2 separate regions of the Mus musculus genome follow, and region 2 is linked to region 1. A link is a contact called in public promoter capture Hi-C data. All regions are on one chromosome and are shown on one strand. Each heading gives the region's core, a stretch centred on a gene start, on an enhancer-like site or on the middle of the called end of the contact. The rest is flanking DNA. Distances are from core to core; before and after follow the strand shown.

The links. Promoter capture Hi-C pulls out the DNA fragments that hold promoters and counts their contacts.
Region 2: a promoter capture Hi-C map of pre-B cells shows a contact between it and region 1, with 5 times the contacts expected there. The contact joins the promoter of Prkcg here to the promoter of D030047H15Rik in region 1. A contact is called at or near these places in 8 of 39 promoter capture datasets (the 3T3-L1 cell line, the HPC-7 cell line, cranial neural crest and 4 more), 5 of 484 Hi-C or Micro-C datasets (cardiomyocytes, cerebral cortex, cortical neurons and 2 more), 5 of 115 datasets of contacts at active chromatin or transcription factors (SST interneurons, astrocytes, bone marrow-derived macrophages and 2 more) and 3 of 9 other capture datasets (adipose tissue, liver and pancreatic islet).

Annotation. Positions count from the first base shown.
Region 1 is chr7:4,133,121-4,140,308 of GRCm38.p6, reverse strand. D030047H15Rik (RIKEN cDNA D030047H15 gene) reads left to right here and starts at 3,383. Exons shown (of 3, transcript NR_033548.1): 1 at 3,383-3,748. It overlaps Leng8 (leukocyte receptor cluster (LRC) member 8), which reads right to left and starts at 2,829. Exons shown (of 16, transcript NM_001374609.1): 1 at 2,690-2,829; 2 at 1,521-1,613; 3 at 719-890; 4 at 266-373. The coding sequence starts at 1,558. It overlaps Ttyh1 (tweety family member 1), which reads right to left. Exons shown (of 14, transcript NM_021324.6): 11 at 7,092-7,188; 12 at 6,907-6,952; 13 at 6,571-6,646; 14 at 4,902-6,443. The coding sequence ends at 6,608.
Region 2 is chr7:3,299,132-3,306,319 of GRCm38.p6, reverse strand. It overlaps Prkcg (protein kinase C, gamma), which reads right to left and starts at 2,788. Exons shown (of 18, transcript NM_011102.4): 1 at 2,361-2,788; 2 at 1,983-2,014; 3 at 894-976. The coding sequence starts at 2,530. It overlaps Myadm (myeloid-associated differentiation marker), which reads right to left. Exons shown (of 3, transcript NM_016969.2): 3 at 6,971-7,188.

The DNA.
Region 1 (7,188 bases), core at 2,134-4,633:
TGAAGGTGTTCGCTGGGCAGCAAGGAACCTTGAAGTGAGCTGCAGAGAGCAAAGCATAGGGGACTAGGACATGCTAATGTCCTGGGGTCTGGAGGCAGTGGAAATGTCAGCATCAACAGTGGAAAGGACCAGAATGGATATGCCAGATCTTATGAGACCTAAGCAGGAATCTGGCAGTTTTGTCAGGGGCTGCTGTCTGTCTTCACCCCAACCAACCATTTGCCCACCCTGACAGAAGGCTCCCACCCTGCAGCCAGGTCCTCACCATGGGGTAGTAGTAGCTATACGGATAGGCATAGTTGTACTGCTGGTACCACTGGTAGTATTGTTGCTGCTGCTGCTGCAAAGCAGAGGCTTCTGCCTGAGAGACGTACTGCAGAAAAAGGAGTGTCCATCAGTACCAGCCACAGGAGCCCATGGGCACTACACTACCAAGAGGGTAGGCCTTCACTGCAGAGCAACTGCAGAAGGGTGCAGACTCTGTACAGTAAGACTAGACATCTTAAAAGATGGGGACGATCATCCTTAAGATCACTCAGGCCCAGGTTGACCCAAAGGAGTTAACTTTCCCCCTTCATTACATTTAGTTAACAGGAAAACATGCTTACAGCCCCCCTATGGCACTCCCCTCTATGGAAGCCAGCATCCTTCCCACCCTTCTCTCGGCAACGGCCCCAGCCCAGCACTGTAGTTCCCAAATCCTCCATGCCATTCTCACTTGTGCACTGGCCACAGGACCACTGCTGCTGGCTTTGGAACTGCTGGTAGCCCCTGCTTTGCTGATGCTGGCCAGGGCCTGGCGGGCCTTCTCCCACTCTGGGTTCTCGTGCATAGGAGTCTCCATGCCATTTTCTCTGCTGTTCCCAGTCACCATGCTGTACTGAGAAGACCTGCAACAACGAAGCACAGTTATGGTCTCCCCTATCTATACACAGGTAGACAAAGTTGGGGAAAAGTAAACCCAAGGCTTGCATTCTAGAGCTAAACTCCCTACTCACCACAGCCCAAGCTGAAGGTGGCACATAGCATGTGCCAAGCAAACAGAAAGCTAACCAGTATGTACATAATTCTATACATGACCTACGACTTTAGGAGAACTCAGGTTTTTTACAAGCCAGTGAATTCTGACATGGCCAACAATGAAAAAAAAATTTAAAAAAAGAAAAGGGAAGGATCAGAAAGATATTAAGAGGGGGCTGGAGAGGTGGCTCAGTGCTTAAGAACATTTAGCAGTCTTGCAGATATCACTAAGCTCTGTTCCCAGCACCCATGTCGGATGGCTCAGAGCCACCTCTAACTCCAGCTCCAAGGGATCTGAGGCTTCTTCTGACCTTGACGAACATGGGTGACACACACTCACTCACACCCACATAAGCTCACATACATTAAAGGAAAGCTCAAAGGGGAAGCTTGCCCCTCCATCCTAGCCCCCACAATGAGCATTTTTCCCCCAAGCTGTGCAAGGACCCGTTGTGTCTTGTTCCTCTTGCAATGGGCTGTGTTCCCTTAGCCCTACTAACCAGTCTGCAGCACGCTGATCACCCACGTTGGCCGCCATCTGGACCTTGGGGTGTAGGGAATAGACCTCGGGAGCCAGGCTGCTTTTTAAATGTCTATAAGAAAAGAGATCAATTAGCCCCAAGAGAAGATAGGCTAGAAAGAGAGGGTATCTCATAGAAGGGAACACTGGCAAAGAATGGAAAGGAAAGCAAGTGTGGTGGCTCATGACCATAATGCCAGCAATCTTTTGGGAGTTCCAATACCCATCTGGGCTACAAGTTACAGTCCTGTCTCAAAAACAAACAGCTTAAAGAATCAGAATCAGTTCCTAGTGTGGAGTGAAGAGACCTGAGCATGAAAGGAAACACCTCCCTTGGAGGCCGAGACTAGCCTGTAGGATATGAAAATGAAAGACAAAGAAGCTGAGACTTGCATTACGAGTGTGGCTGTGAGGGAGACCTGACTCAAGTGGTGGATGCAGAAACCTCAGTCCTGGATAGGAAATCTAAAGATACTTCTACTACAGCAAGAGGAAGGCTCTCCAGTGACTGAAGTACTAGCTACAAAGAAGTTTGGGGAGAGGGAAGCCTTTGGGGATACTCTGAGGAGGAAGGAATTGAGACTGGGAGAACACTGGAGAATAGAGCAAAGTTTTCAAAGAAAAAGGTAAAGTATGGATATCCCGCTGAGCAGCCAGGTGAAGGTGCAGGAGACTCCTTCCTGTGAAGTCACTGCCTGGCAGCACCTACCAGACTCAGATCAATTACAGTCTCCAGACTTGTATGGGATGTTCCTAGGAGTGGGAGTTGGTTTGGGAGCAAACAAGTGGCAATTACTCAAGTAAGGTGTCTGCAGATAACAGAGGCCCACAACATTCTTAAACTATTAGGGGTGGGGTGGATAGTACCATAAGAAATAGGATGGGTTGAGCACCGTGCCAACAGGGCTGGAGCGGTCCAAACAACAGGATTTACAGAAAAGAAGCCTATTGGAGAAACTGAAACCCTTATAGGAAGCCTAAGGGGCACTGACAGGTCTCAAAGGCCTTTAAAAAACCCAATCCGTTGGGTGGTATCAAGGGGTCCTAACTAGGGATGCACAAAAGAGAGCCTCGTGTTCGTAACTGGTATTAGGAGTAAGGGGTCTGATTTACAGACGAGAACAACACGGACTGTAAGCTCAGAAGCACCTGGCTGTCCCGCAGGCATGGAGTCCACGACGCTAGGTGGAGGTTGAGGCCGCCCTGAACACAAGCGACCTCCCTTGTCCCCCGCGACCAGCCACCGGCCGGGCCGCGCTTGCGCACCACGCTGCGAGGGTGGCCTCTCTGGGTTGCCCTAGGCAACAGGAAGGCCAGCGTAACAGCGGGTCAATGGAGCCCGCAAGGGGTGCGTCTAGGGCACTAGGGACCGCAGGGTTCCCAGGGCCAGTAGCAGAGCGGACGCGGACGCGCACGCGCACGTAGGGGAGCCGCCCCCTCCCCCCCCCAGCGTACACCCGGCGCGCATGCGCAGAGGCGCTCCGGCGGCCACACCCTTCAAAGACGCAGGGCGCGGCGTCGGTTGGCCTTACCAAACAGGCCAGGGCTCGCGGAGCGCGGAGCCCGAAGGCGTCCCTGTGCTCGCCCGCCAGGCCTCCCACTACTACCCACACTCACTAGGACCGCTCGCTCCCGGGACTCGTTACCGGCGGTCCAAGGCAGCTTCAAGACAACCAAGACAGCGCTCAGTCACCGGCTGGCTCTAGTCTGGGGCTCGAACGTCCTGACCGTGGCGTGATGACGTTACCCGGACGTCTGTCCCCGCCCTGTGTCGCGCACAGCCAATAGACGTCACCGCTCGGCTTGAACCGCCCACCACACGTCTCGCGAACGCAGTCGCGTGTTGGCGTTTGTCAGCAAGCCGGAAGCTGGCCCTAGACGGTGGCCCCGTGGGGACAAGTACCTCCCAGCCTCTCGTGCGCGCTCACAACAGCTTAGTTTTGACTCAGCAGTCAATAGTCTCTCAGATGTAACGCATAGGGACAGGAGTTGTGAGGCTGCGCACTGCGCTAGGACGATTTAAAATAAATGAATATATAAGCGGGTGGAGGGAAATGGGATAAGGTGAATCCTCCCTTGGAAGGTTTATTTAGTGAGTAAAATTGGAAAGGCGCACCTGGCGTAGGGAACAGCGAGTGCGAACCAAAGGAAGCGGGAAACGCGTCGCTTGAGGAATGGGAGTAGCCACTGGACTGTGACGCTGGAAAGGTACCTTGTAGGGTGTTGGGATGGTGAGATCTGCTCGGAGTGGCAGCTAGCAGAACTGTATCTTTTAGGATCAGGATGGCCCTGGAACTCAGAAACCCGCCTCCCTCTTAATGGGATTAAGGTGTGGGCCGCCACTTAAAGCTCACTGTTTACAGTAGGAGTGATTGAATTATGCAGCCCAACTTGGGATCTCCCGTTAAAATAATTGATAAGACTACCTTCTTATCAATTATTGTTCATCAATTGACCAGTTTCCAGTCTCACATTGTACAAGCAACTTTTGGTAATTAAACAACACTTGGATAACTCTGTATCATTTGCTAGTGTTAGCTTGGTAGGTTTCTTCCCATCTCTTTTTTATAATGAACTTTTATTTTAGAATAAATTTTAAGTTTACAGAAATTACAAAAGTAATACAGGAATTGGGCACACTATGCCCAGTTTCCCCTATTGCTAGATTCCACACCTCAAATTCATTTGTTAAAAGTAAGAAATTGACATTGCTCTAATATTCTGAACTAAGCCGCAGATGTGGGCGCTTTTTCTCACTAATGTTTCCGGTGCGCCATAGCGTAACCCAGAGCATCATGTTGCATTTGTCTTGCTTTTTTACCCATCCTGTCAAGAGCTGTTTATTGGGTTTATGATGCCCATTTGCTTTACCACACAACTGAGGTTCAAAAAAACAAAACAAAAAGCCAAACCAAACTAAACCAAACCAAAACAACAACAACAACAACAAAAAAAAAAAAAAAAAAACTGGGCAGTGGTGGCCCACGCCTTTAATCCCAGCACTTGGGAGGAAGAGGCAGGTGGGTTTCTGAGTTCGAGGCCAGCCTTGTCTACAGAGTGAGTTCCAGGACAGCCAGGGCTACACAGAGAAACCCTGTCTTGAAAAACCAAAAAAAGAGGTTCAGTGAGTCAAATAACTTGCTTACATTAACACTGAGGTGCCAGGACTAGGACCCATAGGAATCCAAACCAGCATTGTGCAAGAACCAGGGATACCCCTGGTGCTTCTGTAGTCACTTGAGGACCCTGCTCTGCCATCTCCCCTACAGAGCTGCTGGTCTTTGGGAAGAGTCCCACTGTGGCAGATTAGTTTTGTCTCCAGCGTTTAACTGAGCCAGGGGTTGCTTGTTTATTTCTTTCTGGAAGCTGGTCCCTCAAAGGATTACCAGGATAAGAGATGCAGTTTTTATCCTCTCACATGTAAGCATATTTATGTTTGTTTATTTGTTTTGTTTATTATTATTTTCACATAGCTGGTGATTCACAGTCTCTGGGCAGCATATTTAGAGAACCTGTTCCCTGGGCCTCCAGACCAGCACCAGCCCACACTCCACTCTAAATCCCACAACAAATAGGTACTCGAAAGGGGAAAGTAGCACATTGTGTTTGCTAATCATTAGAATTTGAACACTTTAGTTGGGTGTGGTGATACACGCCGTCACACGCCGTTAATCTCCTCACTAGGGAGGCAGAGGCTGAGGCAGGCTCTTCTCTGTGAGTTCAAGGCCAGCCTGGTCTACAAAGAGAGTTCCAGGACAGCCCAGGGCTGTTTCACAGAGAAACCCTGTCTCCAAAACAACAACAACAAAGACAAAAAAGACAATTTTATCCATTTGTTTTGGGGTTTTTGTTTTTCTCAGTTACTTATTATTAAATTGAGGTCTTTTTTGTTAGATAATAGAAGCTTTTTGAATTATGTTTATGTATTAACCACGTTTTTCTTTGCCATGTATGCTATTTGTTTTTTAAACAAATGAGAACTACATACATATTGTTCCCCAGACAATAAATTTCCCTTTTGACTCTGCCATGTTTGTTTTTACTTGATAACTTATTGAGTGCCTCATCTTTTCCTGCCTGGATTTATAATATCTTCCTTAAACCTTCCCCCTTCATATCACCCTGGTGGCACTACAAGCAAATATTCTACTTTCTCTTCGAAGACTTCTGTCCCTATTCTGATACAAGCGTTGGTTTTCTGGAGTCTTGTGCTGGGTGTGAGCTGCTAGGAAGCAAGTTGATTCCACGCCTTTCCTAAACCCAGCAGGCTTTGTACATTCCACGGGACTGGAAGCTTGACTGTTCCTGTGGCTGCACGCCTGTTTAGATTTAGTGCTAGGCTTATTCTCTTCCGGTATCTGCTTCTTCCCCCTTGTCAGGATTCACATGTTACTTATAGAAGCAATGCAGTGCTGAGCCTGGACAAGAGGAGAGTTGCCTTTCAACCACCAGAGGAGGAGTGTCCCTAGCCCAGTCAGGACTTCCTTCTCTCAGTAGTTGGGGTGGATAAGAAGGACCTAGCTGCTTGTAAAATAAAGCCTTCCCTTTTATTTCAAATCAGCCCTCTTCCAAGTTAGTGCCATAGGTTGAGATCGCTGGGGTATGGCAGGAAACAGGGACGTGCCTGTACCTGCCTCCAGCTTCATCCCTCCAAGGACAGGACTGGCAGCCAGAGGTGAGGAACACCAGGCTGTATAGGTCAGCCCCCTTCCCAGCCACCCCTGGTCCCTGTTGTGCCACCTCAGCAATCCCCTGTGCTAAGGAGAAATGGGGATGGGGGGGTGGGTGTTAGGGCCAGAGCAGGTTGCCATCCTAAGTGAGATGTCCATAGCCAGCAGTGTTAGTGGTCAGAGCCCAGTCAAGGTCAGGTTAGTGGGGCCTTCTCCAGCAGCCAGGAAAGGAGCTAGAGAGAGGGAGAAATGAAGAGCTGATATTCACTGGAGACCCTCCCATGGACATCCACCCAACATAAGAGAGCTACAACTACTGTAGGGGAGAGCCAAGACCCAACTGTACACATTGAAGGTTACCATAGAGGAGAGGCAGGCTCCAGACTGGAGGGGAGGCTCAGATGGAAGACTGCCACTGCACAAAGCGTTTGGATTCCTGGCAGGATAACCAGGGCAGGAAAGACACTCAGAATCTGTTGTGTACGTGGGGGCCCTTCTCTCCTCCCTCGGGCCCAGGCTTCCAGACCCCAGCCTCCTCCCTCATGGCCAAGACTCATCCCTGTTCCCCTAGGACCTCAGACCCAGAGGTCCAGTCTCATTTCTCTTCTTCTCAGACCCGAGAATGCAATACTCATTTCCCCTTCCAAGAGACCCAGGAGCTCAGGCCCCAGGCCTCCTCCCTTCACACCAGGATACCTGAGGGTTGAAAGGGTCATCGTCATCTGTGTCATCGTAGTCATCACTGAAGTGTGATGGGGATGTGGGGAGTGGCAGAGAAGCAGGATGGAAACGAGTCAGGAGGCTGCCCCATCCCCACCAGTGGCCCTGGGTACTGCCTCCTGTCCCCTCCCTGGGGAGCCTGCCCTCTCTCCCCTGCTGACCTGGGTGGGAAGAGGGCCCAGGCGCGGGGCAGGCTGCACAGAGTGGTGGCTAGGGCCCCCGCAGACAGGAGAGAAAAGAGCATCAGGAACAGTAGGC
Region 2 (7,188 bases), core at 1,539-4,038, 830 kb after region 1:
TCCTCAAAGCATCCCTGTTTCGTGCTGGCTGCATGCTGCTGATGGCAACCGTAGAAAGAGAACATCTCCCTTATCATGGGCAGTTCGTTCCACTGGTCACTGCTAGATTACAGATGCATTTTACAAGGAAGAATCGGAGGCTGGGTTTAAAGTGAAGGAGGAGAAAGGAATCAGTGTCCAGAATTGACTGCTCAACAGCCCCTGCTATGCAGAGGGAGGGGCAGGGTGAGGTGGTTGTGGATCTGAATGCATTCTTGCGCGTGAGTGCCTAGTGTCTGTTCACTGTGGGGTCTCTCTAAGCCTCCCTAAACATCTAACCATCTTCTATCTCTGCCACTTCCTTTTCCACACACACCCCGATTAAGATAGGTCTTATGTAGCTCAGGTTTGCCCAGAACTATCTATGCAGACAAAGCTGGCCTTCAATTCTAGATCCTTCTGCCTCCACCTCTCATGTGCTAGGATGTGCTAGGCTTGTGCTGTGACACCCAGCTTTGAATTTCTTTTCCTACACCTCTGTCCGGTGTGATCTCTCTCTGTCTCTGTCTATGTCTGTCTCTGTCTCTCTCTCTCTCTGCCCCCCACATTCTAATTTTCTTTAATTTCCTCTTCCCTGGATGTCAGTCTCATGAATCCAGTGATAACTTTTGGTCTCTTCAACCCCTGTGTCCCTTTCTGTCCCTCACCTATGTCCCCAGCCTCTCCCAGGCCCCTTCTCAGTCCCCCTTTTCAGGCCAAGGGCAAGGAATCTGGGCCAGACTGGGCTCTTTCTATCTCTCCAGCCCCCCTCCCCTCCCAGCCTTAAAAATAGCAAGAGAAATTGGGACGGACGCCGAGGGGGTGAGGGCGGGGACGTGGCCTGAGGAGGAAGAACCAGGTGTCTGGGCACTCACGTCCGTCTGGGGGCCCTTTCCAGCGCCTGGACACTCGAAGGTCACAAATTCGTGGCATCGGCGGTGAACCACAAAGCTACAGACTAAAGATGAGAATACAAGAGACACAGAGGGAGGGTGAGACAAGTGAGAGACCCCCAATAGATGAAAAATTAGAGACAGAAATTCCAGCTCAGAGAAAACCACCAACAGAGGAATTCCCACATAGAGAGTCCAATGAAGAGAAAATCAGAGGAGAGACCCAGACCAAGAGCTGTATGGAGACAGACAGACACAGAGGCACAGAGAGCAGGACCTAGAACCCCAAGAGACAGACTTGAAGAAAGACAAAAAGAGACAGAGAAACACAAAGTAACACAACCCCCCAATATGCTTGGGTGCGCACGCGCGCGCGCACACACACACACACACACACACACACAGAGAAAGTAGAAAGGAGAGAGAGAGAGAGAGAGAGAGAGAGAGAGAGAGAGAGAGAGAGAGAGAGAGAGAAAAGCAAGGAAAGAGGAAGACAGGTTTTGAAGAGAAAAAACAGAAATATCCTTAGACAAGGGAGACATAGAGAGCAGCAACTTGAACAGAAGTGAGTCTGGGGGTGCTGCTTCGGCCCGCCTCCCACCTTGAGTCACTCTGTTCTTAGCCAAGTGGCAGCTGGTGTTTTAGGATTCGCCCCCCTTGCCCGGCCCCCACCCGCCCATTAGTGACCCCACCCGGCCTGCCCCTGCTTTAGGATGAATGGTGTTGTCATGGCAACGGCAGTCTGGGGGGGGGCTCTGACTTTGCATCTCTGAACCCCTCCCCCCTTCAGCTCCCCTTTTCCAAATCTCCCTGTTCCCATGGAAACAGATTCTCCAAATATCTGTCCCCACCTGGAACCGGCCGAGGGAGGGGCCCCCAGCACCACCTCCGCGGTGGCCCTGCCATCAGAGTTTCCTCCCCACCACAGGCTGTGTGTCTCTGCCACACCCCCCCGCCCAGGGCTCCCCCGCGCCTCTCTGGGGACCACAGAACACGTGTGTCAGCCGCCTCAGCTGTGAGGCCCCAGCCTCCACCCTCAGGGGTCCCAGAAGTCCAGGTCCCAGCTCTTACCTTGACATTGCAGGCCCTGCTTTCCAATGCCCCTGGAAGAGTCAAGGATCTAAGGTCAGTGCAAAGAGGGGTACCCGGGCCCTCCCACCTTGCAAGACATAGGTTTGCAGTTTCCCAATTTCACCCAGATGTCTGAGTCCTAGTTGCCTTCTCCGAGAACCCAAAATTTCTAGTCCCAGCTCCCTTTCCCTTGGACCCTAGAATCCAGCCTGGCTCTTCCTCCCTCAGACCCAGGAACCCAGACTTCCACCCCCTGCCATTAAGCCCAGGAGTGGGAGCTGCAGCCCCTCTCTGCTCAGTCGCTTGGGGACCAGTGTGACATGACTGTTCCCAAGTCCCCTCCTTTTCCAGCCCTCTCCCCTAGCCCGCTTCCCTCACCAGATGAAGTCGGTACAGTGACTGCAGAAGGTTGGCTGCTTGAAGAAACGAGCGGTGAACTTGTGGCTCTTCACCTCGTGGACCACCTTCTGCCTCAGCGCCCCCTTTCTGCAAAACAGGGGTCGGGGTCCCCCCTCTGAGTCGCCTCCGCCAGGGCCCAGACCCGCCATGGCCCCAGGAACGCAGAAGGGATCACGAGCTGGCCCTTTTTCCGAGGAAACAGGTGGACGGCGGTAGGAGGACTCCGCAGACTCTGAGATAGGAAGGACAGGGGCAAGGCACCTAACGGTGCACAGCACACGGCAGAAAGCAACACCCCGGCACGGGCAGCACCGACCGGGGAGAAAGCGGGTGGGGTCAGAGCTGAAGGCTGGGGCATCAAGGAGCCGCAGGCACGGGCGGCGGCGGGAGCTTCGCTCTCAGCACCTGCTGAAATGTAGAAGTCGGGGGTGGGGGAAGGCGTTGCCATGACGACCAAGGGGCGGGGTTTCAGTTTAAAGCCCCCCCCCCCCGCCCGGGACAGATGCCCCTCCCTCCTCTCCACATGCACACTTCCATTCCGCAGGCTCTATGCAAGGAGGGGACGTCCTCCGAGCCTTGTCCACCCCCTTTCTCCCAGTCAGTCAGTCATCTTGGCCCCCACACCCATCTTCCTCCCCCACTCAGCCGCATGAGTAGGTTTTGTCAGGATCTAGAATCTGGGGTAGACCCGTGTGTCTCTGGGCATATTAATCTTTTAATCAAGAAACTTTGTCTTTAGTGCTGAGGACTTTCTGATAGACACGGAGGCTAGTGTCTCATTCCTCGTGATGCTTCAGGCTCTTTATCGCTCTTAGAGCCTCTGGGCTTGGTGCTATGCCTCCCTCTGGGTGTGTTTCTTTTCTCTCTGCCTTCTCACTCTTTTCTCTCTTTTCCTCTCTTCTTTCCTGTTTACTCTCTCCATTTCTCCCTCTCTGCTTCTCTCTTTTTCCTGCTCACGTCTCTCCTCATGCACCACATGGTGTACTGAAAATGTTTTCATTTCCATTGTCCTGCCTTTCCCGATCTTCGCTAATCTGTGTTCACCTTTGCTAGTTAAATTCAGCTAGTTAAATTCCCTAGTTAAATTCCCGATGTCCGTCACTCCCTGCTTCTGTATTTCTCCTTTCCTGTCGCTAGAAGGCGCTTTCTCTGAGTAGTTGCCTTTCCCTTCTGTCCTTTTCTCTGACCCATTCAGGGTTTTTCCTTTTGGCCCTGTGATCCTCTTTATCTCTGCGGTCCCCCCCCTGTTCCATGTGACTCTGGCTCTAGTGGTCTCTCCTTCTTTCCCTGTGACTGTCTCTGGGGGGATATTGACCCTTTTCGGTGTCTCCTTGGGACTGTCTTCGGGGGAATCTCGACTCTCCTCTTTGTCGTCTCTCCCTCCTTTGCCTCCCCGAGACTCCGTCTCTGGGATTCTCCCCACTCTGTCTATGGCTTTCCAGCCCTGGAGGTCTCTCCTTTATCCACGTCTCCCTGTAACTCTCCATCTCTGAGGGCCTGTCCCCTCCGTATCTCCCTATGACTATAGCAGAGTGTATTTCTTGACTCTGGATCTCCCTATGCTCTGTCTTGGGTGTCTCTCGTGTTTCCCTGTGACTCTCCACCTGAGTGGTTCTCCCAACTCAGTGTCACCCTGGGATTTCCTATGCACACGCCCAGGTCTCTCCTCCCCTGAGTTCTTCCCCAGGTCACGCCCCACGATGCGCCTTTCTTGAGGTTCCAGTCTTCCTACGGATCCATTCTGGCAGGAAGCCGTTCTAGGGAATCCTGGCCCGCCAGAGGCTGTCGAGCTCAGTGCACTCTGGGACTTATAGTTGGGGCCCTCGTGTACGCTATTCTTGGGACGCAAAGGAAAACTACTCCCGGCGTGCAATGCCGGCGGCTGCGGTGGCGCGGGTGTCGGTTCAGCAACACGTCGTTTTTGCGGTTTTGCTGAGGTCGCAGTGGAGTCGGAATTCCAGAAGGTGCAGGGGAGGTGAAGGAATTAGAGTCAGTCCTCAAGCACCCTTCTGAACACAGAGTTCTCTGACCAACCTGCAAGCCTATTTATTGATGTCTGTGGTTTTCTGGGGCAACGGGTGAAGGGCACTGGGGGTACAGCTTCTTCCTCTGTTGCTTTCCCGAGTTAAAGCAGCAGATCACTGGACGCTACAGTTCTATTTTGTTGTTGTTGTTGTTGTTTAAATAAGGGCTTGAACACTTTTAATCCCAGGCAGAAGCAGGAGGACCTCTGTGAGTTTGATGCCAGCCTGATCTACATAGCAAGTTCCAGACCAGCCAGAGCTACACGGTATCTGTCTGATAAATAAATAAATAAATAAATAAATAAATAAGTAAGTAAGTAAGTAAATCTTTGTGTATTTCCTGTCTGGCTTCAAACTTGCTAGGTAATCAAAGATAACCAACATCTGAGCTTCCTGCCTTTACCTCCCAAGAACTGGGTTTATAGGCATCTATCATCACCCGTGGGGTAGGGAAGTGTTCAGATACTGGAGATTGCCCCTGGGACCTTGTGTTTGCTCGGCAAGCACTCTACCAACTGATCCACACAACCCTCTAGCTATTCTTTCTGGTGTCTTCCAGAAGGTATTCTTGAACCAGGACGGGAAGGAGTGGATGCGATGGCCTCTTGAGAAGAGGAATTGGTGTAGATACGTCTTGGTAAGCACTGAAGAAATAAAGACTTCTCACCCCAAAGTGTGTGTCCTCACTGGCTCTTCTCCCATGTACTTCCTGTTAGGTCTCAAACCTGGGGCAAATGGTTAACTGAGGTGCCTATTTAACATATCAAAGCAGAGCTCTCCCAGCATCCCTCAGTCACGACCAGTTACAGAATACGGCTGGTATATCTCAACCCCCTACCTTAAACTCCTTCAGTTCAGGAGCTGGGCTGCCTGCCCTTCCACCAGTTGCTCTCCCCTCTATATCCCAGCCATTTTGGTTACCAGGCCCTTTTTGTCCTGGCCTCTTGGTCTCCTAGCTTCCCCGCTCTCCTTACATGGCCCACCTCAGAGTCACTTTGGACTCTCCTAGATGTCCCTGCCTCTGGCTATGCCTCCCTTTTATCAACAATAAACCTTCTCCTCCTCCACTATACCTAAGAGCAGTCCTTTCCTTTTATTTACTTTTCATTCACTTCCAAACTTATTCCAAATGTTTTCCAAGTTACCTTTGTGTGGGCACAGGTGCAAAAAGAGATTGTATGATCCTGAAATTTCTTTATGTGTGTGATCATGGAGGCCAAAGGATATCAGGGTTTTTTGTTTGTTTGTTTTTTTCGAGGCAGGGTTTCTCTGTGTAGCCCTGGCTGTCCTGGAACTCACTACCAGGCTAGCCTTAAAGTCAGAAATTCGGCTGCCTCTGCCTCCCAAGTGCTGGAATTAAAGGCATGTGCCACCACACCCAGCCTGGTGTCAGTGGTTTTAATCTGAGCTATCTCTCCTGATTGTAGCTGTGAGCTCAGCTCCTGAAGGGGGCGCTATGAACTGGACGCAAGCATTTTTTTTTTTTTTAATTGCAAAATCACCTCTCAGCACTGGGACATTGTATTTCTGAATTGCCCAAGTGGTATTTTCTTCCTGAATCTGTGTGTATTGCTAGGGACAGGCCTGCCAGGGCCTTTGTACATGCTAAGCAAGTACTTTCCCTCTAAGCTACTTGCCAAACCATAGTGCCTTGTGTTTCTCAAGGGACTTTCTGTGGGAGAAATTGCATTCTTGTCTTTCCTAGTCAACGTTCCTAGTTTCTTTTTAAGATTATAAAATGTATGTTCCTGTGAGTGTAGTCGTGGAGGCCAGAAAATGGCACCATCTGTCATTTCCTTCACTGCGTATTTGTCTAAGGCAGGAAGCCAGCAAGCCCAGTGACTCTCTGTGCCCCCACCTTTACCATGGGGGGTGTTGCATGCATTTGAGGGGATGTTCAGCTTGTTTCTTGGGTCTGGGACCTGAACCCTGGTTCTCACGGTGCCAAAGCAAGTGCTTTCAACAACCCCTGAGCGCCCAAGGCTCCCACACCCCCATTTTGAAGAATTAAGAAGACTATCCGGCTATGGTATATAGCTCGGATGGTAAAGTGCTTGCCCAGCATGGGCCAGTCTCTGGGCTCAGTCCCCAAAACTGCATAAACGGGGTGTGGTGGCTTTTACTTGTAATCCCAGCACTGGAGGAGGTAGGACTTGGCTACATATTGAGTTTGAGGCCAGCCTTGTCTACATGAGACCAGCTTAAAGGGGTGGGGATTCGGGGAGGCTGGAGAGATAGTTCAGTGGTTCTCCTCTACAGGACCTGGGTTCAATTCCCTGTACCCACATGGCAGCTCACAACTGTCTGTAACTCCCGTTCCAGGGGACCCAATACCCTCACAGACATGCATGCTGGCAAATCAACAATGTACATAAAATTAAAATAAATACATAACTTTGGGGGGGGGGAGACCCAGGCTCTGCCACTGTTTTCTGATGAGGCCAAGGTTGTCTTAGTCCTACGCCCCTTCTGTCATCAAACTGAAGAATCTGAGTCTCACCTCTCTCTTGGAGTCCTTCATTCCTCCCCACCCACCCGGAGAGAAAGAAAGCATGAGTCTTCCTGTTATCATTATATTGAGGGTTTTTTTTGTTTTTGTTTTTTAAAAAAAGAACATTATGGATGTGAGGGGTGGGAAAGGGTGACTGACAGCAGGAGCTACAGGAACCCAAAGCTCCAGAAAATTAAAATATATATATATATATTTATACATTTATTTATCCATATATACCTAGTAATGTCAAAGAAGCAGAAAGCAGCAGCAAGAAGCAAGCAGCACATGA